Linked DNA regions of Mus musculus: region 2 is linked to region 1. The links are chromatin contacts, called in public ChIA-PET maps. All regions are on one chromosome and are shown on one strand. Each heading gives the region's core, a stretch centred on a gene start, on an enhancer-like site or on the middle of the called end of the contact. The rest is flanking DNA. Distances are from core to core; before and after follow the strand shown.

The links. ChIA-PET counts read pairs in DNA pulled down with a chosen protein or histone mark.
Region 2: an RNA polymerase II ChIA-PET map of memory CD8 T cells shows a contact between it and region 1, with 37 read pairs. The contact joins two enhancer-like sites. A contact is called at or near these places in 1 of 484 Hi-C or Micro-C datasets (LSK cells), 4 of 115 datasets of contacts at active chromatin or transcription factors (bone marrow-derived macrophages, double positive thymocytes, memory CD8 T cells and 1 more) and 1 of 9 other capture datasets (embryonic stem cells).

Annotation. Positions count from the first base shown.
Region 1 is chr2:18,935,927-18,942,473 of GRCm38.p6, forward strand. The region is part of intron 1 of Pip4k2a (phosphatidylinositol-5-phosphate 4-kinase, type II, alpha); the gene reads right to left. Among named protein-coding and RNA genes, the nearest start is that of Pip4k2a, 59 kb to the right of the region's middle. Within about 2 kb of position 3,310, at least 57 of the 459 cell types and tissues checked have an H3K27ac peak or open chromatin away from gene starts, as enhancers often do. A contact at or near this core is called in bone marrow-derived macrophages and memory CD8 T cells, where this site is marked.
Region 2 is chr2:19,046,943-19,053,489 of GRCm38.p6, forward strand. No RefSeq gene overlaps it. Among named protein-coding and RNA genes, the nearest start is that of Gm33592, 43 kb to the left of the region's middle. Within about 2 kb of position 3,384, at least 66 of the 459 cell types and tissues checked have an H3K27ac peak or open chromatin away from gene starts, as enhancers often do. A contact at or near this core is called in bone marrow-derived macrophages and memory CD8 T cells, where this site is marked.

The DNA.
Region 1 (6,547 bases), core at 2,060-4,559:
TCTGGCTATATTCAAGCAATCCACACAGAGGTATTCGACTGATAAGACCAAGTAGGAGTTCTGACTAAAACATTAACTGTCTTTTGACAGAGAAGGTTTGTTCATGACTCTATCTCAGGAAAAGAGATAAGCAAAGACCCTTGTTTAGTTCATAGAAGAAGCCTAGTGCCTCACCCCTTAGGTAGCCTGGAAGATGTCCTAAACTAGGACCATAAACCAGCAAGAATGAAGCTGGCCTTTCTTAGTGAGCTCTAGAGTTCTGTTAGACAGGGCTACATAGTGAGACCCTGAATCAAAAGAAATGGGAGCGGAGGGAAGAGGTAGACCAGACTACTGCTATCAAACCATCAATGTTTTATAAATGGAAAAAAGGCACTAAACCAATCAACCTAGTAGTCAATTGTGTGTGTGTGTGTGTGTGCCTGTGTGTGCGTGTGTGTGAGTGTGTGTGTGTGCGCGCGTGTGTGTGTGTTAGTAACTTCCCCTAACTGCAGAAGGAAAACACCAGCTTCTGTTAATTTCCAGATATGCTTTGGGACTCCAAATCCCACAGCAAACCCCACAGAGCCTCGCTTGCGTACCAGGGCTTGGGATTCATTTTTCTGGGATATACATGTAGAAGATAACAACATAAACTTTGCTTCGAGTCACAAGTAGAAAATGTCTTGAAACGATAGGCCCATCTGCTGTAGTAGTAAAACTTTACCAACCCAGGCAAACTGGGGAGCCTGGAGGTACACAGAAGCCAGGAGGGGCGCCCTGGAGCCGGCGTGGTTGGCTTGAGAAGGAACAGTGTGCTTTGCCCAGCAAAGGAAGGCTAGGACCCACCTCTGGCCTGGTGAGTTGTCTCTCAGCCCTAGTCCCCAAATGTGGCCAGAAACAAACCAAAAGGACAGAGGGGAGGCTGTGACTTCTGTCTACATTCTATCAAGATTTTGGACACTTCTTCCAAAAGTGGAAGGTCTCCTTCCTCTTCCATCTCATGAAAACAGTGTACGGACAACCCCAGTGCCTCCTTCAGCATTCTGTGTCTCCTCAGGTCATTGTCTTCTCAAAGGTGGTAGATTCTAGTCCACACACTTTGTCTCACAGACAACCTTCCTGAGAGACAGGAAGCCAACTGGTTTGAATGGCACAAAACCAAGACCACCCTCAGTTCTGGAATGTTCTCTGCTCCTCAATAAGAGCTTTAATACCTGTGTCACACTAGAAGTGGCAGGTGCTGTCCTTTCCCCATGTGGTTCAGGCAGTGTGTCTCAGGAACAGGGGTGGGATGGAACTCTGTGTAGTGTAGTACAGCCAGGTCTGACCCAGTTTTAACCACTTACTGAAGAGACGTAGTGAGGCCTAGCTAGGTCATTCCTGAGGTGAATGGGTTGAGATCACCACCTTTCATCTGGGGAAAGCCTGACTCTTGTCACAGGAAGGAATCAGCAGAGAAAAGCAGCATGTTGGCCAGCCCTGGATGACCAAGGGACATTTTTCCACAGAAAAATAAACCAGGCATTTATTATAGACATTCCAAAGATTGTCAAATAAGAAGCTAAGAAAAGCTGTTAGCAGAGTACGAAATATAATGCCTTCTGTGACAGCAGTACATATATTGTTTTGTTATATAAATATTTTATTATTATTATTATTATTAATTATCTCATGGGAGCAGAGAAGGGAGAGCAGGAGAACGCAGTAAGGAAGAGGCCACAGGGGACTTCAGCAGCACAGCAGGGGGCAGGACAATAAGATTCTAAGTCTTTCCAGATAATTTCATATCTAAATGGCAATGTGTATTTCCTGCTCTGTCTTAAAGTAAACACGTCATTATTTTATGAGAAGCAGCAGGGATGGAGTGGAAGCACACACACAGATAAGAAAATGAAAGGCAAGGGAGGCAGTAGGAGGTAGTGACAGGCAGCCTCCTGCTGTACACCCTGTGGGAGACGCATCTGCTCTAGACCCTGTGCAGGGGAAAACCAATGTTGCCACTGTAACTGCTACTGTAGCCCACATTCAACAGGAAGATCAGATGGCTGGGTGACAGCTGGCCCAGAACTCTTCCTCCCACCACCACATTCCTCACTTTTGTCTCAGGTACTAAGAGACACACCCCTAGCAGACACAGGGGATGGTGGAGATTTTCTGCTCATCTGGTCCATAGAAAGAGCATGAAGCAATCCGTAAGTGACCCCATGAAAACATGAACTCATGTGGGACCATGAGGACCCTTTGGAGTTCTCTCAACAGCACTGCCAGGATGCCGCAGGAAGATCCAGCATCAGGCCTGGGGCAGAGGGCTAAGGAAGGGACAACAATTACCACATGTGGAAAGAAGAGTGATGTTCTAGGAAAAACACACAGAAAATAAAAATTCCAAGGAAGCCATTGAAGGCACAGCTTTCCTCCTGAAGGCCCCTAACCCACAGCCCTCCACAATCCCCCTGGGAGACTGCACACCCTCAGGACTGCTGAGATCGGATTCCCTTCATCCTCAAAGCCTTCCTGGAAAACTGTGGCCAGGCCTGCTCTTCCTGTTGGCCCCTCTCCACAGTCACATCACATGATCCAGGGGGTTATCTAGTATTTGTTTCCCTTCTCCTCAAAAAGATTCCATTTTATGATACACAAGTTAAGAAAAAAAAAATTTAAATGTGTAACAATTGACATGAAGCATAGAGAATACTTAAAGAACAAAAAACCTTAACAGTTAAAAATGTAGGAGAGACGGTGAATTCCTTAACCCTCTATGGTGTGGGCGCTCGCTCTGCGTGTACTTTTAGCCCGGGTATTACCTGAGCCTTAGGTTATTATAGCCTTCTCAAAGATCCCACCAAAGAGAGGTGTCCCCACCCCATGGGGCAGCTTCTTTCTCTTATTCCTCCTATCCCAATTTTTATAAGCGTCTTTGAAAATATTTAACCACAGGCTCTAGATAATAAGCATTATCTTCTCCCAGGATTTCCACTCAGAATGAAAAATTTAGTCATGAATATGTGACTGCCCTGTTACTTCACACAGAACTTTGATTTTTATGGAAGAAACCCCAACACGTGCTCTTTACTTAAGCAGTTTCTGTCCAGGAAGTGCAGACGGCAGATTAACCACAATCCAACACAAAGCCTCCCCCTGCTCCTGTGGTCTGCAAGAGGCACATTTTCTTCTCGTGCTCTCAGGTGGCGAGTCTAATTGAATGTAGCTATTTAAAACACACTTCAGACCTAATGAACAAGAAGTGGCCCTGCCAGACCACAATGTCTTTAAGAGATCAATTTGCCCAATAAAGGCTAAAGATTGCAACACGGTCTTCAAACAGCAGGCAAGCAATCCGAAGGGTTATCTGTGGGGATCAGAGTGTGGCCGAGGACATGCCATCTGCCCAGGGGCAGCAAGCAAGCCCCACTCAGCAGCGTCTCACCTCCAAGAACCAGGCCTCTTCGCTCCCTCAAAATATAATTTTTAAAGTCAACTGGCCCTATAAGATAACTCACTAATTAGATCACTGTGATACGTTCATTTGTAGCTTTAGTTGGGAGTTTAGCTGTCTGTCATCCAATTTATCCGAGTAAAAATTTCACTAAAGCCTTTTGTTCTCGCACAATACATTTGTTTAATAGCTTTTCTCAAAGGCTGTGCCAAATTCTAAATGTTCCGTCATGCATTTATTTACTAGTTATCAGGCAACTTATGAATAATTTAATATTTTCCAGTATTCCTTTATCAGATGGGTCTATAAATGCCTGCAAGACTCTTTCTCATTGGGCTGTGTTTTTCCCACTCAAAAAAAAAGTTTCTTTCTTGTTTAAAGTTTACTTTCTCACTTTTTGTTTTGTTGAGACCAGGTCTCACCATGTAGCTCAGGCAGTCTCTAACTTTTGATTCTCTCATGGGGCCCGCAGATGTGGACCACCACGCCTGGCTTTAAAGATGCCCCAAACCTCTCTAGGCTATTCCTCCAGCACAAATGGCACTTTCCGATTTCCAACCTCTCATGGGAATTTACAGGCAGCTGTAAATGCCTTACTGGAATACTGTTCTTTTTCTGCCCCAGTTTCCTCAATTACAAAATGGAGACAGGATCAGCCCTACACACCTCCCCATGGAACATCGGAACTTACCACAGCAGCAGTCTATAAACAAGACAGATCTCACCTCAGTGTTAGTGAGGTGATTAAGGAGTTTCTGGTCTCAGTCATCCTCTCTCTCATTTAAGTACCATTTCATTTGTATATCTACACAGTACTGATCTCAAAAAACGTCTTGCATGCTCTGTAGTTCATTACGTATGTACTGTTCATGTGTGTGAGCATGTGTGTGTGTGTGTGCATGCATACAGATGTGGGGGCCTGAGGGTCAAGTCAGTTTTCCTCCATAGACTCTGACTTGTATAACTGAGCTCACAGAGACACAGGGCTTAAATGTGTGCTTAACAAGCAGTAATTAGCATCCATGAGTTTATAAGCTACACGTGACAATTCTTATCTATCCCATGCAGTAACTGTGATATCCCAGGGGATAACTACTTCTGGGAAGCAATGTCTTTGTGATGACGTGGCTGCCGTAACTCTAAGAAATTAGCGATATTGGAAGGTTTAACTATCTGTGATTTAAAAAAAAAAATCACTAAGCATATCGTTTCCTAAGTTGATGATAATAATTACTGTTATAACAGTCAATGTGTACTAACTAACACTAAGCATGGAAAAAGTCCCTCTTCCTGACCGGTAAACTTGTGTGCAGCCCAGAGAACTGGGAAATAGTATTTGTCCAGTGAACATTATGTTAAATAAAAATTCCAACTAAAAACAAAAAAAAACATGTCCCAGCAAGGACCATCCCTGGGGTTGTAAATTAAGCTCAGGGCCATTGCACGGACATTTCTGTTTGCCGGAAGAGATAAGAAGGAACGCACGGAAAGGGGAAAGCCTCAGCCATCGGAGCGGGTGATAAGGAATGAAGGAAGTCAAAAGATCAAATTCTCCATCCCGAGGGAAGCCATTTCCTTCCCTTGGTCCCAGCCCTCCACTGAGGACCCCTCAGCCCCCAGGCCACAGTGATGAGAACATCTGCTCTTGAGCTCCTACACAGCTCTTTCTGATCTCCCTTCGGCAGCACTGGCTGTCAGGTCACCTTCTTCTCTTGCATTACATGCCACAGATACAACTGTCCACAGTGAAAGGAAGGGACAGGAACGCAACTGGGCCCTGTCGCCCACAGTCCAGTGGGTTACAGCACCATGTGGTGATCTTGCCCCAAGATCATGTGTTACGGAAATTTTCACCCAGACTGGCTCTTGTTGGTTTGACATTTCCAGTGTCTGGCTTTGAGACGAGGTCTCACTACTGTGCCATGACTGGTTTCGAATCTGTGTCTCCAGAACGCTATTGTACCAGCCTCCCAAGTGCTGTGATTGCAGCTAAGCTCCACAGCACCAGACTCACCTGAATTCCCAAGATCTGTGGGTCAGAATTCACATGAAGGGGAAACAGCTGTGGTTTCAGAGGTGCCCAAGAAGCACCTCTGAAGCAACTCTGAAGAAGCAACTGGCTTCTGGGTGAGTGAGACGGTGTTCCCGCCTGCTGCCCAGCCATGATATAATAATAAGCAGGAAGGGAAACCCCACAGTGAGGGTTTCTGGAATGGTAAATGATTTTGCTGGGCACAGATGCCCAAGGCCATTAATAATTCCAACTTAATTGTGAAAACAGATGCTATAGTAAAATTTTCAGGAAAACTGAATCGCATAATTATTTCCAGAGAGGCTAGGACAATGTTCCTGGAGAATGAATGACTTTATTTCCTCGAGGCTGGTCACTCCACCCTTACTGAGCTTTGTCCTGGGAGAGGATTAATTCTTAAGAAAATGGAAAACTCAGCGCTCACTTTCAAAAACATAATGGGGAAGGAGAAAGGTGTGAGAACACAGAGTCTGGGGGCAGACAATAATCCCAAAATGAGACTCCTTAACATTATCTAAGAATGGTTTCTTAACCCGAGCCTAAATGAAAAGGTTTTATTTCATTATTTATTTGTGTTGAAGGCAAGGTCTATGTAGCCCAGGCTGGCCTATAACTGGCCTTTGCATCCCTCATATGCCACCATTATAAAAGGTAGCGGGAATGGAGGTCGCTTATGAGACTGAACAGAATTGGTTGTGTCTAAGAAGCAAACTCTTGCAAGTTTTAAAGCATCCATGGGTGGTTAGGCATGTAATTTCCAGCAGGATGCGACCTTCCTGCTTGCTCTGCCCAAGCCTTTCCTCAGAAGTGAGGCAGCAAGGGTGAGATTTTTCAGACCACAATGCAGTATCTTTTCATCTTTTCTAACAAGATCCCACTATGTAGTTAGGCTGTAGATAGGCCTCATGAGGTAGCCCAGGCTGTCCTTGAACTTGCAATCCCACATGCTCTGGTCAGTCTTCCTGATTTTAATTGGGAATTATAATGTGGTATCACAAGGTATTATAGGAGATTTGAAAGAAAGCTTGTGGGGTGACATCTGTCAAATCTAAATAAATGTATGGCAAACGTGGATCATGGGGTCTACTAGAGGAAAA
Region 2 (6,547 bases), core at 2,134-4,633, 110 kb after region 1:
GGTGCTGATGCAGAGGCCATGGAGGGATGTTACTTACTGGCTTGCTTCCCCTGGCTTGCTCAGCTTGCTTTCTTACAGAACCCAAGACTACCAGCCCATAGATGGTACCACCCACAAGGGGCCCTCCCCACCCTTGATCACTAATTTAGAAAATGCTTTACAGCTCCATCTCATGGAGGCATTTCCTCAACTAAAACTCTTTTCTCTGTGATAACTTCAGCCTGTGTCAAGTTGACACACAAAACCAGCCAGTAGAACTAGAAAATATCCTGAGTGAGGTAACCCCATCATAAAAGAACACACATAGTATATACTTACTGATCAGTGGATATTACCCAAAAGCTCCAAATAACCAAGATACAATTCACAGACCACATGAAGCTCAAGAAGAAGGAAGACCAAAGTGTGGATGCTTTGGTCCTTCTTAGAAGGAGAACAAAATACTCACAGGAGCAAATATGGAGATAAAGTGTAGAGCAGAGACTGAAGGAAAGGCCATGAAGAGACTGTCCCACCTGGGGATCCATGCCCTACACAGTTACCAAACCCAGACACTATTGTGGATGCTAAGAAGTGCATGCTGAAAGGATCCTGATATGGCTGTCTCCTGAGGGGTCCTGCCAGAGCCTTACAAATACAGAGACAGATGCTCACAGCCAACCATTGGACTGAGAATAGGGTACCCAATAGAGGAGTTAGAGAAAGGACTGAAGGAGTTGAAGGGGTTTGCAATCCCACAGGAAGAACTACAATATCAACCAACCAGACCCCCAAGAGCTTCGAGGGACTAAGCCAACAAGTGAGGAGTACACATGGCTCCAGCTGCATGTGCAGTAGAAGATGGCCTTGTCAGGCATCAATGGGAGGAGAGTTCCTTGGTCCTATGAAGGCTCGATAGATGCCCCATTAGGGTAATCAAGAGCGGGGAGGTGGGAGAGGGTGGGTGGGTGGAGGAATTACCCTCATAGAAGCATGGGGAGGGAGGATGTGATAGGGGGTGGGGGAACTGGGAAAGAGGATAACATTTGAAATTTAAATAAAGAACATATCCAAATTAAAAAAAAAAAAAAGACTGAGGAAGTTTCATTAAGTCTCAGAGAGGCGTTCTTCAATTTTCAGAGCAAATTGGTAGCAGTTCCCAAATAGAAATTACCTTGCTGAGTCTGTAATATTAACTAATAAATACTGCATTATGAAAACATAGAAAGGAAGTAACAAGGGCCAGAGAAAGCTAATTTATCATGAGTGCCAGTGTCCTAAAATGCCCTGTCTATGCCCCACCCCCTGTCTAACCTCAGACTGTGCTTGATCCCTGCTTAGCGGGCTGAAGAACCTCACCTTATCCACAGGCAGCCCCTTCCATACAGAAGAAACCCTTTACATTCTCCCAGTAGCTATCTTGAGTAGCTACTGCTTCACTTCTCTACTGGGCTTTTCTCAGAGCATCTCATTTTGTAGGGAAAGACAGTTGCTGGTGGGTAGTGAGGTTCCTGTTCTGCTTACAACCTCCTTCCCCTTTAATAGAGGTTGACTTGATGACTGAAGGTTGTGGTTCTCTCAGGCTTTGAGTCTCATAACTGTCCAGTCTCATCTGACCCCAAATTACACACAATAATTAAGATATATTTCATCTGATGGGTAAAAATAAAATAAATACTAGTTCCTTGTGCATTGCCCAGATCTCCAATGGATGGGATAATGCCATAGATTTTCCATGCCAACACAATTTTTTTTGTTTGTTTTTGTTCTTTCTGATGGATTGGCTTGACACGAGTGAACTCACCATCCAGGATCCTAGGGAATACTCACCACTGATGGATGCAGTCCAAGATTGTGCCATCACAGTGGTTAACCCTGAGACAATTTGTGTTTACCAAGTACCCAAGGGGCATCTGAAGAGTCCTTTACTGGCATACAAGAATATGTTCTTGCCTAAGATGGGGGAGGATTTAAAGACCCCCAAACCATCAGTGTGTGTGTGTGTGTGTGTGTGTGTGTGTGTGTATGTGTGTGTGTGTGTGTGTGTGTGTGTGTGTGTGTGTGTGTGTGTGTGTGTGTTTAGCTCTCTGTAGGTTTGTGTGAATATTCAACTTCTTAGCTGTTGTCAGCATCTCAACACTAAGAGCCACATGGAGATGAAGAGCACTGGATCCAGATGTTTGATGTGTGGTTAAAGCTATCTCACCCAAGTTCCTAACTGCTGTGTCTATGTCGTTTGGAGACATTTCTTCACTGGTCCCCATTAATTTATGGCTTAAAAGTCTTCAATGGACAGGATCATCCCACAGTCCTTTCTCTGCCTTTGATCAACTGGGAAGCCACAGAGAGCCCAGATCCTTGCTGCTACAGCAAACCAAGTTCTGCTGTAGGAACACTGACTCCACAATTCCTTTGAGTCTCCATGTCCTGATCTATGCACTGAGAAAGAGGCACTACCTCATGGGGCAGATAATGTAAGCAGAAGTGTGCAAAGCATCTCCCTGCTGTACTTCATGCCACCAAAGAGACACTCAATACATATGACTTCTCTTCTTGTATGTAGCTATCAGACTTAGTCAAACTGTATTAGATGCAGAGTTCACGGACCCTACTGATATTTGTCATGAGTGCACATCCTGTTTCTGTGTTCAGAACACAAAGCTTTTAGGTTGTAGCTTTCAAAGTAGCAAAATGTTCTTTTTACATCCCCTTCTGGTCCACCCCCTCCCCCACCCCCCTCCCCCATCAGTACTCCTATTAGTCTCTATTTCTGTAAATCCTGCCACCTCAGAGTCATCTTCTTACTGTTTCCAGAAAAACAAAACAAAACAAAAACAGTCCAAAACTATCAAAGAGAAGAGTATTGAGAGACCAGATGAACTCTATCTTGGGTTCAGGCTCCATCTAAAAGAACCTGATCTAAGGTCAAACTCGAGTTAACTAACAAGCCTGTACCTAACTCTAGTCTCTAGGTCACTCCCTAACAACCACCAATCAAGAGAAAAGCAGAAGTTAGGTTTATGGTTTGGCCCCTAGCACTAGCCACTCATTTTAAAGGGCAATGATAGCCTTCCAATCAAATGTGTGCCAAGTTGAAAACTCCTTTGCTTATGTGGTTGCCTCTATAGCTTCCTTGTAACTGGGCTCGGGGCTTCACTCTCCTGCCCTGCTGCATCGGGGTCGGCAGAGAGTCCAAGTTTGAGCTTGCGTAAAAACGAGCCTAGTGCGATCACATTGGAACCGGCGCCTTGGTGGTCTTTTGGGGTTCTTGATCCTGAGCAGGCACAACAGTACGATAACACGCTTAAAGCATGGCAATAAATTGCATAATTCTCTCTCAAATCTTGCTATGGGGAAGGGCTGACATGGAACGTTTGAAGAAACATGAAACAGACCCTAAAGACAGATGACGTCTCACAGAGAAGTAAGTTTCTTTTTCAAGCTTCAAAGCTGGAGTTCCTTTTTGTCGTCCCCTTGATAGGTTATTTTTGACAGGATTTAACGTATTAAATTGTTCCACTGCCCTTTAGACTAGTCTGAGTACAGTTGTGTGCTAGTGAAAATGATGAATGTCTGCTCTTAATTAAAATTTTAAACTATCCACGTGGCACAGAATTTGCTCTTGTGTAAAAGTCTCAGAATAAATGCCTTTTAAGGCATCACCCTTAGTTTCTGTAAGCGAAAACGGGGTGACCTGAGAGCAAGCTGGTGAAGAGGTGTCTCTGACTCATTCTTCTTCAAGTATCCCTCACAGCTGGGATTCATCAAGCTTCAAAGACCGTCTAGTTTAGACATAATTCTTTGTTATTTCGTTAATAACCCTCAGAGTTATACAAATAAAAAGAGTGCATCTGCCTATGGGTTATTTATGTTAATATAGAAATACAGTGTTTTGGCTACAAAGTGGCTGAAGTTTTTGTCAGCAGCAGTTTTGACTTTAAGGGATTTCTGTAAAATTGTGTTAATTGGAAATTTAAGCAATGTCTCTATGACACAGGCTGAGGTATTTTGATAGTGTCAGGCAAGTTGTATTTGCACATGCATATTAATTTATGAAATATGTTTATAGTCAAACCAACTAATAGAACTTTGAAACGATGCAAAATTTTAAAAAATTACAGAGCAGCATTTTAAGAACCATTTTCAAATGATTATCACTTCCTAGCTCAGCTCTATGCAAGTGGGGTCTGTGAGCATGTTTCTGTATGTGTTATTTCTATAAATGGAGTCCTACAATTGCACTGCAGAGGTTTGTTTAAGACCCCTCAAAGCACATTTGGTAGACTGATTCGTTACCATGGGCCACCTTACCGCTTACATTTGCATATGACACATAGTGGGAGAAGAGTTGGAAACAAGGACACTGACATGGACCAGATGAGTCTCTGGCGCCAAGCATCTCATGTTATCCACCAAAAAATTACACAGATTAGATGATGGTATCGCGTTTTACAGAAGAACAAGTCGTTCAAGCTCTCACAGAGAAAGTGTGCCAGCTTATGGTGGCAGAACACTGAACGTTTGCATGTCGTCATTTGAGAAAGTCCAAACACATTCATTTCATCACCCAGATTTTAAAATCCAAATGGTCTCTTCTTTTTTATTTTCCAGCTTTTGAAATTTCCTGGACTTTAGAGGAAATGCAAGATGTGCCTTTTAGCTCCTTCTCCTGCTACTCTCCATAAAACCTATGGACTTTACATTAAAATAATAATGCCATTTTTGCACCTAATAAGTTAATGATAATTCCTTGACATTATATGATTCAATTCTAATTCCAATTGCTTTAAAACTTTTTTCTTCTCATTTTGTTTGTTAAAACCAACTTATGACTGAGCAAAATGGTAGAGCATATCCCTGCTGCTCCAGGAGATGAAGCACCGGCGTTGGCAAAACTTCAGTCATCACATCTAGCAGACATTGTACAAAACACGTTGTACATGCTTGAATTCTAGAATTCATCAGTTCAAAGAAAAACTGGCAAGACCCACCAGAGATTTGGTTTTTGTTGTTGTTTGTTTATTTTTGTTGAATTATCTACCAATACTATGATTTTATTTTTTCAGAAGGTCACTTTTCTACCCAAAGTTGGAAAAATGCCATTTTACAATGACAGGTTCTCTCAGGAAAGTATAGTTAGTATTACTAACTATACTTATTATTATTAATTATCTATATATTATTATATATACTTATTAACTACTTATCTTTACAATATAGATTTAATAATTAAGAAGTGTTATGGCTAATGACAGATAATATCAGTTTCCATAGGATGGAAATGGGAGCATAATGCAGTTATTGAACTAACAATTCTAGGGTCAGACAGACCAGGTCCCTTCCCCAACTCTTTACAGTCTTTGCCTTCCTTGTGTAATGGGGTGATAATAGCTCTTTTTCTCAAGGGTCATGTCAAGGGGCAAGAAAATATCTAACACAATTGTATAGAGTATGCACTTAAACATTTCAAATTAATTGCTAACTTTAAATTTTTCAGACAGTTAGCTAAAATAACATTAACAATCTCAGTTTCTCTCCTAGACTTGGCTTTCATTGGAATTTGGAAAGACAAGGGAAACAATCTTTCTCTCCTTTCTCAACCTGCCAATGCAAAGAGCAGTTAGAGCTAGCTAATGATGCGTTAAGAGAGGTATGTGCAAAGGGCAAGTGGACAAGATGATTTCCTGTTTGCTTGGTGACTTAATGATATAGTTTTCTAATAGTTCTCCCAAATTGACTTGCTGGCCATGTCAAATTTATTTTCTAAACTTTCCCATCATCTCTTTTTCTAAAAACTATATAGCCAATCAGTTGTTTTTATTTTTATTGATTAATAAACAAAGATGTAAAATAAGTAATTTATATAATATAGTAATAGCTAATATTTATTGAGACTTAATCTCCTGAGTGCTTGGTCATAAATCACATGACCCTTGAAGTAGTTCTGGAAGATTGGTTGCTTTTAACTTCCCTTTTAAAGATGAAGAAACTGAGGCACAGAAACTCCTAGAACCCGCAAAAGTGGCGGAGGGGAGGAGGTACTCAAGACAAATAATGGGCAGCCTGGCTCCAGTATTCTTTGGCAGTGGGGCATGGATGTGTGTGTATGTGCATATGTGTGCTGTATGCGGTACCTTTCTGTGATTTAAAGAGTGTTTATCCATGTGCACTTATTTCTAACACCTCATTTGTTTAGTATATGTATATGTATATGTATATATATATATATATATATATATGTATATTTTAAACTTAATTAAAATATTATTATATCACTTTCTCTTCTCCCTACAGTATTTACCATTCTCTCTTCCTTTTCAAAATCATGGCCTCTTTTTCTTTAAATATTGTTATAAATATTTATGAACAAATACATAAATGTAACCTAATGAGCTGCATTGAGTTTAGCATTGCTGGTATGTCTGTATTTTTAGGGCTGATCACTTGTTATTGAATAACCATTAGAGGGCTCATCTCTGGGGAAGACTGTTTTTCCTCTCTCAGCATTCCTTTGTCTGTACTTTTCATCTAAGGGAGGAGTCATGTGGAGGGGGAGGGGCCATGTGGA